Linked DNA regions of Macaca mulatta: region 1 is linked to region 2. Evidence: chromatin contacts called from public Hi-C data. All regions are on one chromosome and are shown on one strand. The core of a region is the stretch at or near the end of the contact, and the rest is flanking DNA. Distances in the headings are between cores, read along the strand shown.

The links. Hi-C and Micro-C count contacts between places; a contact is called where the count stands out from the background.
Region 1: a contact with region 2 is called in a Hi-C map of fetal cortex germinal zone, with 2.2 times the contacts expected there. The contact joins the promoter of GNB2 here to the promoter of MOSPD3 in region 2. A contact is called at or near these places in 5 of 14 Hi-C or Micro-C datasets (CD4 T cells, blood, cortical neurons and 2 more).

What each region holds. Positions count from the first base shown.
Region 1 is chr3:47,880,314-47,886,622 of T2T-MMU8v2.0, forward strand. GNB2 (G protein subunit beta 2) reads left to right here and starts at 2,284. Exons shown (of 10, transcript XM_077996420.1): 1 at 2,284-3,867; 2 at 4,582-4,727; 3 at 4,931-4,969; 4 at 5,087-5,193; 5 at 5,741-5,804; 6 at 5,887-6,049; 7 at 6,141-6,207. The coding sequence starts at 4,671.
Region 2 is chr3:47,817,772-47,823,488 of T2T-MMU8v2.0, forward strand. MOSPD3 (motile sperm domain containing 3) reads left to right here and starts at 2,383. Exons shown (of 6, transcript XM_077996398.1): 1 at 2,383-2,436; 2 at 2,941-3,208; 3 at 3,417-3,492; 4 at 3,708-3,937; 5 at 5,096-5,260; 6 at 5,382-5,612. The coding sequence starts at 3,004. The coding sequence ends at 5,413.

The DNA of each region.
Region 1 (6,309 bases), core at 1,034-3,533, 62 kb after region 2:
AACTCCTGACCTCAAGTGATCTGCCCACCTTGGCCTCTCACAGTGTTAGGATTACAGGTGTGAGCCTCATCTTGTTCTTTCTTATGGCTGCGTGTTTTTATACTTTCAAATTACAAGGACTCAGTGAAGGCTATTCATTGCCTTGAACTTCCCAAAGCAGTTCCACAATCAATCGGGTTCTCAGTAAGAATCCGAGACTTGCAGGGAAAATGCTGTCAGTACCCCCATTTAACAGATGTGGAAACTGAGGCCTAGACCTACATTCTTGTCCCTTTACAGACAAAGTCCCTGGAGGAGGGGGTTCATCTAGAGGCTCGTACAGATATACTGGAATGTAAAGTTTTGGCTGCCTGGGTTCATACCTAAACTCTGCAGCCTCAGGTCTCTTTCCACTACTAGAAGATGGGGAGAAGGCTGGGTGCTGTAGCTCACGCTTGTAATCTCAGCATTTTGGGAGGCTGAGGCGGGCACATCACCTGAGGTCAGGAGTTTGAGAGCAGCCTGGCCGACATGGTGAAACCTCGTCTCTACTAAAAATACAAAAAAAAAAAAAAAAAAAAAAAAAATAGCTGGGCAGGGTGGCGGGCACCGTAATCCCAGCTACTCCAGAGGCTGAGGCAAGAGAATTGCCTGAACCCAGGAGGCAGAGGTTGCAGTGAGCCTAGATCATGCCACTGCACTGCAGCCTGGGCGATAGAGTGAGACCCTGTCTCCAAAAAAAAAAAAAAAAAAAAAAACAGGCTGGGCGCAGTGACTCACGCCTGTAATCCCAGCACTTTGGGAAGCAGAGGCGGACGGATCACCTGAGGTCAGGAGTTCGAGATCAGCCTGGACAATACGGTGAAACCCCGTCTCTATTAAAAATACAAAATTAGCCAGGCGTGGTGGCACATGCCTGTAATCCCAGCTACTCGGGAGGCTGAGGCAGGAGAATCGCTTGAATCTGGGAGGCGGAGGATGCAGCGAGCCGAGATCGTGTCATGCACTCCAGCCTGGGCAACAAGAGTAAATCTCCGTCTCACCAAAAAAAAAAAAAAAAAAAAAAAGAAAGAAAGAAAGAAAATGGAGAGAATGTTAGCACTTAATTTCCCAGAATTGTGAGACTTAACATATGTCAGCCTGGGCAGCATAGGGAGACCCCACCTCTACCAAAAATTTAAAAATTAGCCGGGCATGGTGGCTGGGGCATGCCTGTGGTCCCAGGTACCAGGGAAGCTGAGGCAGGAAGATCACTTGAGCCCAGGAGATGGAGGTGGCAGTGACCTACCATCACGTTACTGTACTCCAATTAAAAAATAAGTGTGGGGCCAGGCGCGGTGGCTCACGCCTGTAATCCCAGCACTTTGGGAGGCCGAGACAGACGGATCACGACGTCAGGAGATGGAGACCATCCTGGATAACACGGTGAAACCCCGTCTCTACTAAAAATACAAAAAATTAGCCGGGTGTGGTGGCGGGCGCCTGTAGACCCAGCTACTTGGGAGGCTGAGGCAGAAGAATCGCTTGAACCCAGAAGGCGGAGGTTGTAGTGAGTAGAGATCGCACTCCAGCCTGGGAGACAGACTCCGTCTCAAAAAAAAAGTGTGGAACTCAATAAATATGAGTTGTTATTACAGTGGCAAGCCCTGAAAGGGGGTCTACAAAAGCCCAGTGGGCGAGGCTGAGGAAATGCCTGGGCACGACCCTTCTCATGGCATTCCCGGGGCGCCCGCATCAGCCCGTACCCACTCACGCTCGGGGACTTTCTCGGAATCGCGCTTCTTCTTCCAGCCGCCTCAAGGCGGGCCCCGTCCAGCTCTCTTTAGCTCCGCCCCCTGATGAGGGGGCGTGGCCTCCACAGGGCCGGGGCGTGGCCCAACCGGGAAATGGGGCGTCGAACTCCCCTTCCCAGTCTAGAGCCACCCAATCAAGGCGGGGCGGGAGACCGATCACGTGACCCGCAAGCGGTCTCACCCTCCTCATGTGCCAGTACCACCTCCTCCAGTCCCAGAGGGGGGATGTCTTACTCCTTTCCGGGAAGCAAACCCTTTGAGTACGGTTTGCGTCCACATAGCGTGAGGGTGAGATCCTTGGGAGCCACTGGGACCGTCTTTGCCCCCTCGGTGGGGTTTTGTCTCCTGGCTTCCCCCAAGTGCGAGGCGTTGGTCTCGCCCAGCCGGGTCTTGGGCGCGGCGGCGGCAGCCGCGTCACTGGCGGGCGGGATCCCTCCGCTCTGGGGAGGCAGCGCTGGCGGTGGGGTTGGGGCCACTGAGGAAATCCATCCGCGCCGCCGCCGCCTCCGCCGCGGAGGAAGACAGCGCCGCCCGCGCGCCGCCAGCGACCCCGCCGCAGAGTCCCACCGCCACAGGTACCTCCGCTGGCAAAAGGAGTCCTCGCGCCCCCCAGCCCCAATTTCCCGCAGGGGAACCTCTCTTCCTTCGGTCTCCCCGGGCTGGCCTCCTGGGAGCGGACGTAACTCCCCAGACCTCCCCTCCCTTCCTATCTGGCCCCGTCGCTCCCAAACCCGGAAGGGGAACTGGGGGGGACCCTCGCCCCCCACGGTGTGTGCACTTCCCCGCACCATCAGCGAAGTTTTTGCCCGACCCCAGACCCCAGCCCAGCCCCGACTGCCTCTTGCTCCCTTGGAAGTTGGGGGGCTAAATTCGGGGCTTCCTCTAGGCCCCGCCCCGCCCCCTTTCCCCACCGCCACCCTCCCGCCTGCCCCTGGGGAGCACCCCTCGTGTCCTCCACTGTCGCACCCCTGCCGGCCCTCGCCTTGCACAACCCCAAAATCGGGGAGAAGCAGGCAAGGCCGCGCGCCACCCTTCCTTTAGTCTCCACCCTACCCCCGATTTGGGTTCTGCTCGTGGTTTCTGGCCCCACTCCCCGAAACCGGAGCCCTCGGCGCCCTATTCCCTTTACAGATCCCCACCCGAAGCCCAGCTCCCAGGCACCCGCCCCCCGCCCAGCTTTCTTTTGGGCAAAATGGAGGTCGTGGGGGCTGGAGGGCCAGGCCCACTGCGCTTCGCAGCGCCGCACCAGCCCGCGCCTTCCAGCTGCGAGATCCAGGGACCCTCCCGTCACCTCTCCTGGGCCCCGCCAGACCTGCGGAGGCGGTGGCACCCCCATTTCTCTATGGGACCCTGGCTGCTATATCCCTGGAATCTGGGGGCTGCTGAGGGCCCTGCGGGGTGATGGGGACCGAGGGCTGAGAGCGTCGCCCCCGCCCCCAGTTTCTTTCTCCAGCCCTGCTTCCTTCTGCCCTGGGCCTCCGGTGGTGCCGCCAGGCCTGGGCTGCTAGTAGCTGGAAGAGGCTTTGTGCGGGCCTGGGGGTTGGGTGAAGTAAGGAGTTCTGCCTGCGCCCCCCACACCCCGATTTTGAGGGTCACCCCCTGGCACTGGCGTAGAAAGCTGAACTTACAAGGAGGGGAAATGTCAGTGGGGAATAGGAACGCCCTGTGCCTGGGGGAAGTGGGAGCTGGGTGGGGGACGCCTGGGTCGGCCGAGTGCAGTGTGTACGGCCGGATCGCACAGGTGTCCCGCGGGTGGGGAAGGACTCAGGCGCCCGGAGCGGAGCCAGCCAAGCCTCTGGGGCCCGGGCGCGAGCCCGCTGGCTGGGCCCCCCAGGTGTCCAGGGCGCCGGGGCCAGGCCGCCTGGGGCCTCCCGCCCGCGCCTGGGAGAGAGCAGCTCCGCGCCTCGGGGCCGGGGACCTCGTTGCGGAGCCGTAATTACTCGAGAGCGGCTCCCACGGGCTTTCTGCGGGCGCGGCGGGGCGGGCGGTCTCTGCGCTGGAGGGAGCAGCGGCTCGGGGCTGCCTTCCCCGCCGTTGTCACCCCCACCCGCGGCGGACGGCTAATGGGGCGCAGCCGGAGCAGGGATTATCCGGGGTGAGCTGTCCAGAACCTATTAGCTCCCAATCGGCTTTTCCCAAATCCTGTAAACAGCCACCCGGGCCGGTTCTGGGGAGGGGCGGGAGCCTGGGTCGGGCGGGGGCGATGGGGCCGGGGGTGGGGTCACCCACCCTACAGGTCTCAGCCGTGGATGCGGTTGCCTTGGCAACGGGGCTAGGGTGGGGGCATTTCACCAATGAGGTGCTCTCGGTCCGGGTGACGGTTGCCTAGGCAACCCCACGAACAGCCTAGCTTCCCCCTCTGGTCGCTCCCCCCCACCCGCCACCGTCGAAGCTGGGGGTGTGTGTGGAGGGTGTGCGCCTTGTGGGGTGAATTTCAAGAGGCACCTCCCCTTTTAAAATTAGGTGCTTGGGGGGCGGTGCCGGTGCGGGCTGGGGCAGACGCCAGGTCTGTTTTCGAAGGGACACCCCCCCCCCCCAGTTCCTGCCGCGGGTGTCCCGCCCGGGCTGTGTCCGAGGGAGGGGTTTCCCCTGCGCTTCCTCTTGCACTTCCCGCTCCGTTTCCGGGGGGCGGGAGGAAGATTGGGGAAGTCGGCTCTTACTCGGCGACGTCTCGGTTGCCGGAGACCCTGGTTGTGCCGCCGCCCCTCCCCCCTCCCCTTGCTTACCCCTTCCGGGCCGTGCTGCAACCCCGCCTTTCCCCCCACTTCCCCGGCGGCCTCGGGCCTGACGTCAGCCCTGCATCCCCCAGGCCTCGGGCCAGCGGCCAGGAGCTGCCTCCCCCAGCCCCCGTCCCGCGGCCCCCAGCCGCCCCCAACCCCGCCCCACGGGCCCGGCGCCATGAGTGAGCTGGAGCAACTGAGACAGGAGGCCGAGCAGCTCCGGAACCAGATCCGGGTGAGGGCCTGGTGCGGTATGGGCCGGGAGGTGTGTACACCTCCCGGTGCCCTGGACCGGGCTGGGTGAGGGTGTTGGTGGGGGAAGGGGGAGGGAGGGCTCCTTAGTGGCTCAGAATCTGATTTTGTCCACTCCTGTCTTCTCGCCCTCTCCTACCCATCCTACCGTCTCTTGCATCTCTTTGGCTCTGCCATTCCCTATAGGATGCCCGAAAAGCATGTGGGGACTCAACACTGACCCAGGTGAGGGCACTTGGTGGTCAGGAGGTGACTGGGGTTGGAGGGCAAGGATCGGAGGCCGCTGCTCACTGCAGTCCTGCTACCTGGGCCTCCCTGAGCCCATTCTGTCTCTACCTCCAGATCACAGCTGGGCTGGACCCAGTGGGGAGAATCCAGATGAGGACCCGGAGGACCCTCCGTGGGCACCTGGCAAAGATCTATGCCATGCACTGGGGGACCGACTCAAGGTGTGTGTGTGTGTGGGCTGGCGCTGTGGGCCGACTTTCTAGCAGGCTGTGGGAGCAGCCTCCGATCTGGTGGGGTGAGTAGGCCACCAGAATACCCAGAGTATGTCTGGAAATAAGGTGACTCCCAGACATGCCCGCCAGACCTGGACAGGCAGGACCATGCTGGTGAGAACTTGTGGGCTGCAGCTGGAGACTGTCTCTCAGGTGGCTCATACCTGTAATCCCAGCATGTGGGGAGGCCAGGGCAGGATCACTTGAGCTCAGGAGTTTTGAGACCAGCCTGGGCAACATAGTGAGACCCTGTCTCTACTAAAAATTGAAAAATGAGCCGGGTGTGGTGGTGCTCGCCTTGTAGTCCCAGCTATGTGGGGGAAGCTGAGATGGGAGGATCACTTGAGCCTAGGAATTCCAGGCTGCAGTGAGCTGTGATGGTGCCACTGCACTCCAGCCTGGACAACAGAGACCCTACCTTCTCCTACCCAATGGGAAGGGGGTGTGTCTTGCTTTCATGGCATCCTTCTGCTCTCCCTGCACCATTCCCCACCAGGCTGCTGGTCAGCGCCTCCCAGGATGGGAAGCTCATCATCTGGGACAGCTACACCACCAACAAGGTAGGGTGGTGCGGGCTGGGGGGTGGGGCAGGGTCACAGGGCCCTGACTGGCTCTGACCCTGGCGCTGCCTCTGCTCCACAGGTTCACGCCATCCCGCTGCGCTCCTCCTGGGTCATGACCTGTGCCTATGCGCCCTCAGGGAACTTTGTGGCCTGTGGGGGGCTGGACAACATCTGCTCCATCTACAGCCTCAAGACCCGCGAGGGCAACGTCAGGGTCAGCCGGGAGCTGCCTGGCCACACTGGTGAGGGGCCTGGCCCGGCTAGCACCCTTTTTGGGGTCGGGAGGTGCACTGCCCTCCGTGTGGAGACCTGGCTGACCAGCTCCTTCCCCAGGGTACCTGTCGTGCTGCCGCTTCCTGGATGACAACCAAATCATCACCAGCTCTGGGGATACCACCTGGTGAGGCTCTGCCAGGGCTGAACAGTCTGGGCGAACTCACACTTCCTGCCTCAGGGGCCACTGTCCCAGTGCTCAGCACGCAGCGTGCACTGTAGTCTCTCT
Region 2 (5,717 bases), core at 1,133-3,632:
TTTTTTTTTTTTTTTTTGAGACAGAGTCTCACTCTGTCGCCCAGGCTGGAGTGCAGTGGTGCGATCTCGGCTCACTGCAAGCTCCGCCTCCTGGGTTTACGCCATTCTCCTGCCTCAGCCTCCTGAGTAGCTGGGACTACAGGCGCCCGCCACCGCGCCCGGCTAATTTTTTGTATTTTTAGTAGAGATGGGGTTTCACCGTGGTCTCGATCTCCTGACCTTGTGATCCGCCCGCCTCGGCCTCCCAAAGTGCTGGGATTACAGGCGTGAGCCACCGCGCCCGGCCACAGCTTCATGTCTACTGTCTCCTGTGTATCATCTGTTCCAGCCACATTGGCAACTTCACAGTTTGTTGCCCCCTTTTTTTTTTTTTGAGACGGAGTCTCGCTCTGTCGCCCAGGCTGGAGTGCAGTGGCGCTATCTCGGCTCACTGCAACCTCCACCTCCCGAATTCGAACGATTCTCCTGCCTCAGCCTCCTGAGTAGCTGGGACTACAGGTACATGCCACCACGCCCGGCTAATTTTGTATTTTTAGTAGAGACGGGGTTTTACTATGTTGGTCAGGCTGATCTCGAATTCCTGACCTCGTGATCCGCCTGCCTTGGCCTCCCAAAGTGCTGGAATTACAGGCATGAGCCACCACACCCGGCCTTGTGGTCCATTTCTAGTACACTTCTGTTTTAGGCCTTTGCTGTTTCCTCTATCCAGAATTCTCTGCCATAGATATATCTCATGGCTCACTTCCTAAATCCAGTCAGATCTCTGCTCAAAGTTCATCCTAGTCACTCATTCATTTGTTCATTCCAAATAGCAGGCACTGTCATAAGTGCTAAAGATACAACAGAAAACTAAACAAAGTCCCTGCTCTTGTGGAAAGGGAAGAACATTCTACTGGAGGAGAAACAATAAAATAGGAGGTCATGTATCACTATAAGTGCTCTTAAAAAAAAAAAAAAAACAAATGAAATTAGCCAGGTGTGGAGGCACACGCCTGTAGTCCCAGCTACTCAGAAGGCTGAGGCGGGAGGATCGGTTGAGCCCAACCAAGCAGGTGGAGACTGCAGGGAGCTATGATTGCACCACTGCCCTCCAGCCTGGGTGACAGAGCAAGACTGTCTCAAAAAAAGAAAGAAAGAAAGAAAGAAAATGTAAAAGAGAACATGGGAATTCTACATAACATGTTCAGAGGAGACTTTCCGTTAAGATCAATTTTGTCTTTGTTCCACCGCTAACTGGGTGCCCCGAGAGACTCAGATTCTTCACCTTATCCAGGCTGTAAAAGGAGTTGAAGATTCGATGCAATTAAAGTGGAAGGTTTAGCAAATCCTTTTTAAAAATACATAATTACTCGAACAACATGGGTTTGAAATTAGCAAATCTTAATTCCCCGTGCAAATGTGAGTGATTTCCCACGTCCCTTACAGGAAGGTGAGAAACAGGAGGTGAGACTCAGGCTGGAGTCCCAGATGGGAGGAGCCTCCAACCAGTCCCATAGAAAACAGACTTTGGGCCTGGGGGAGGGACAGTGGCTCTCATGCACTTTGGGAGGCTTAAGTGGGAGGATCGCTTGGGCCCAGGAGTTCGAGACCTGCCTGCACAACATAGCCAGATCGTCTCTACAAAAAATTACAAAAATTACCCGGGTGTGGTGGTGCGCACCTGTAATCCCACCTACTCGGAGGCTGGGGCAGGAGAATCCCTTGAACCCAGGAGTTGGAGGCTGCAGTGAGCAATGATCGCACCACTGCACTCAAGCCTGGGCGACAGAGAGGCCGGGCACGGTGGCTCATGCCTGTAATCGCAGCACTTTGAGAGACTGAGGCGAGTGGATCGCCTGAGGTCAGGAGTTCGAGACCAGCCTGACCAACATGGTGAAACCCTGTCTCTACTAAAAATACAAAGAATTACCCGGGCGTGGTGGCACACGCCTATAATCCCAGCTACTCTGGAGGCTGGGACAGGAGAATCGCTTGAACCCTGGAGGCGATGGTTGCAGTGAGCCGAGATTGCACTCTAGCCTGGGCGACAGCGCGAGACTTCGCCTCAAAAAAAAAAGGCAAAAAAGAAAACAGGCTTGGTTCCTGCAGAGGCTTCCAAGGGAGCCTGGAATTGAAGAGGAGGAAAAAGGCTTCCCGGTGGGAGATTGACTTGGACCGTCTCAAGAATAGGGAGGAAGAAAAAAAGCCCAACTCGAAACCCCGCCCCCGGTTCCCTGAGTTACTTCAGGACCAGGAAAACTGTTACGTCACCGGAATCTAGCCAATCGCAGACGACAGAAGGAGGGCGTTCTGTTTGGTCTTTCAGCACACCAATCGGCGTACAGTTACGGCAGAAACAAAGACGCCCTGGCCAATGACAGAGGCCGTACGGCGGAAGTATACAAAAGGACTCCCGGGAACATGGCATCATTAGTCTGACCACAAGCTGACTGTCAGGTGCTTTGATCACAAGGCAGGCATCCTAGCGCAAGCCGCCGTTTTGAGGCAGAAGCCCGACGGGGCCCGTGTCCGAGATTAGGGAGGGGCCGGAAACGCAAACACAGGTCTCCCAGGAAGCAGGAGGCGTCACAGGTAGCTCCGCGGGCGGCCGCTGCAGCCCGCGGAGTTTGGCCAGAGAGAGGAGGAGGGCGTCCGGAAACGCCCGGAAGGGGCGAGGCCAGCGGCGGGGCGGGGCTTATGGAGATCGCTAGCTGGGCCTGAGGAGAAGACCGGGTTGGGAGCTGCGAGGGGCCGGGTTTAGCGGGGTGGGCGTGGCCGTCGAGGTGGGGCTTGGCGGGTCCGAAGGAACCTGGGGCAGAGCTGGAAGAGGGAAGGTCTTGGGGGCCCTAGGCCTGGGTCTGCGGGAGTCCCATCTAGCGGGATTCCGAGGCGGCGGCGGCGTCAGTCCAGGCCCTGGCCCGGGAGCTCATCTTGTCCCCTTTCGCCCCTCACGCCCCCCAGCTCTCGACTCTAGGCCCTGTCCCCTGAGCTCTGCCCTCGGATGTCCGACCGCCCGGAGCCTGCATGCGCCGTGGGGCGCCCCAGGACCAGGAGCTGGTGGGTCCGGGGCCCCCTGGGCGGGGGTCCCGGGGCGCCCCTCCTCCCTTGGGACCCGTTGTCCCGGTTCTGGTCTTTCCCCCGGATCTAGTATTCAGGGCGGACCAGCGGAGCGGACCCCGACAGCTGCTGACCCTCTATAACCCCACAGGAACTGCGCTTCGATTCCGAGGTAAAGGGATCGGCGCCTCGTGCAAGGGATCTGGGGGCTGGTGGCCGGGCACTGGGGGGCTGTGTTGGCTGGAGGAGTCAGATGGGTAGGGTTGGACGTCCAGCTTTGGTGGACTGGGAAAGTCATGTCCAGCCTGCCGGGCAGAAGGCAGAGGGGACTCAAATGACCCACATGGCAGGGCTTGTCTGTGTGTGTCTCTGTCCCCCAGTCCTGTGCACAGCACCTGCCAAATACACGGTGTTTGACGCAGAGGGATATGTGAAGCCTCAGTCTTGCATTGACATGTGAGTGAGCTGGGAGGGTGGGGAGGCTTATGGAAGCCAGAGGTCGCTGCCACCTGTTGTCTGAGGTCTGAGACCTTGCCCTCTTTCACCTGTTTGCCCTACCCTCTGTCTGTGCCCCTAAAGGAGAGACTTCTGGGGGGGAGGCTCAGATTTCCTAGGATTACTGCCTCTCACTCGTTTCACCCCAATGGGCTTCTCTCCTACCTTGGGACCAGTGTGATTCGCCATGTGGCACCCATTCCCAGCCACTATGATGTCCAGGACCGCTTCCGTATTGAGCTGTCTGAGGAAGGAGCTGAGGGCCGCGTGGTGGGACGCAAGGACATTACCTCTGTTCTGAGAGCCCCAGCGTACCCCCTTGAGCTTCAGGGACAGCCGGATCCAGCGCCTCACCCAGGGCCTCCTGCTGGGACACCACCACCCACGGCCAGACACTTCCAGGAACGTGAGTTGGGAGACGGGGATCTTGAGTTCTGTAGGGAGGCAGGAACTAGCATCTCCCTAGAGATGAGATAAACTGGATTTGAAGAGTAAGTCTCCTGGTTCAGTCTTTTGTCTTTTGGTGGAAACATTCCTCCGAGTTGAGATTTTATATCAGGTGAGAGGGAAAAAGACTTACAGCTTCCTCAGTTTCTGACTTCTACTTAGAGGAAAAAGTTCTTCCTTGACTGTAACCGCAGTACTTCCTATCGTGTTGTAGCTCAGTTCAGTTCAATAAGAAACCTGTATTGAGCAATTAACCCTGTACCAACTTGTGTACTGGGTTTGAGATCAAGAGAGGTCCCTGCGTGTCAGGTCCACAGAAGAGAGAAAATGAATGCTAAGGGACTAGAGGAGAGAGTTTCTTGTGGTGGTGGGGACAGAGGCTCTAGGAAGGAGAGGACACTTGCAGTGTACCCTTGGAGGGCAGTAAAAAGTAGATACAAGCCGGGCACTGTGGCTCAAGCCTGTAATCCCAGCACTTTGGGAGGCCGAGACGGGCGGATCACGAGGTCAGGAGATCGAGACCATCCTGGCTAACACGGTGAAACCCCGTCTCTACTAAAAAATACAAAAAACTAGCCGGCCGAGGTGGTGGGCGCCTGTAGCCCCAGCTACTTGGGAGGCTGAGGCAGGAGAATGGCGTAAACCCGGGAGGCGGAGCTTGCAGTGAGCTGAGATCCCACCACTGCACTCCAGCCTGGGTGACAGAGCAAGACTCCGTCTCAAAAAAAAAAAAAGTAGATACAGGGCATGGTGGCTCACGCCTATAATCCCACTGCTTTGGGAGGCTGAGGTGGTGGGAAGATTGCTTGAGGCCAGGAGTTCAAGATCAGCTTGGGCAACATAGCAAGACCTTCTACAAGCAACTGAAAAATGAGCCAGGCATGGTAGCATGAACCCATAGTCCCAGCTACTCAGGAGGCTGAGGCAGGAGGATCACTTGAAGCCAAGAGTTCCAGACCAGCCTGGGCAACGTAATGAGACTCCATCTCTACAAAAAATAAAAGATAATTAAAAAAAAAAAAAAAGTAGATACATCTTCCTTGTTCAGGCTTCTCCCTGGAGGACCTGGGCTGGGCAGGAGTGGGGACTGCAGCATCTGACGAATCTTGTTTCTCAGACCCCCGCCAGCAACTGGCCACCAGCTCCTTCCTCCTCTTCTTGCTGACGGGGATTGTCTCCGTGGCCTTCCTGCTGCTCCCACTCCAGGACGAACTCAGCAGCCAGCTGCCTCAAGTCCTGCACGTCTCCCTGGGACAAAAGTTGGTGGCCGCCTATGTCTTGGGTGAGGACAGTAGTGGCTGGGGACCCAGGACCCAGGAAAAAGGGAGAAGGGACAGGAGGAGCGCTAACAAGAGTCCCAGGGCTGCCCATGCGACCCTGTTCTTTCTTTGTCCCCCCTCCAGGCCTCCTCACCATGGTGTTCCTCCGGACCTGAGCTCCCTGCTCAACCCCCAGCCCACCCCACCTCACCCTCCCTGGGCAGGGTCTTAAGGCAGCCACTGTGATGCTCATACCTTGCCTTGCCTCCTACCCTCTTCTCTTTCCTGCCTACTCCCCCCTCCTCCCCCACAAAAAACACCCAGGGATTTGTACTCGTTTTCCAAGCTGAATAAAATACATTTTTAAAATGAAAATCAGAAATGTAGGGTACTTGCGCCTGTCTTCCCACTTCTTTTTTGGTACTCAGACATCCTCTAGTTCCTCCCACCCCTGTTCCCAGGGGACCTGGGCACTTGGGG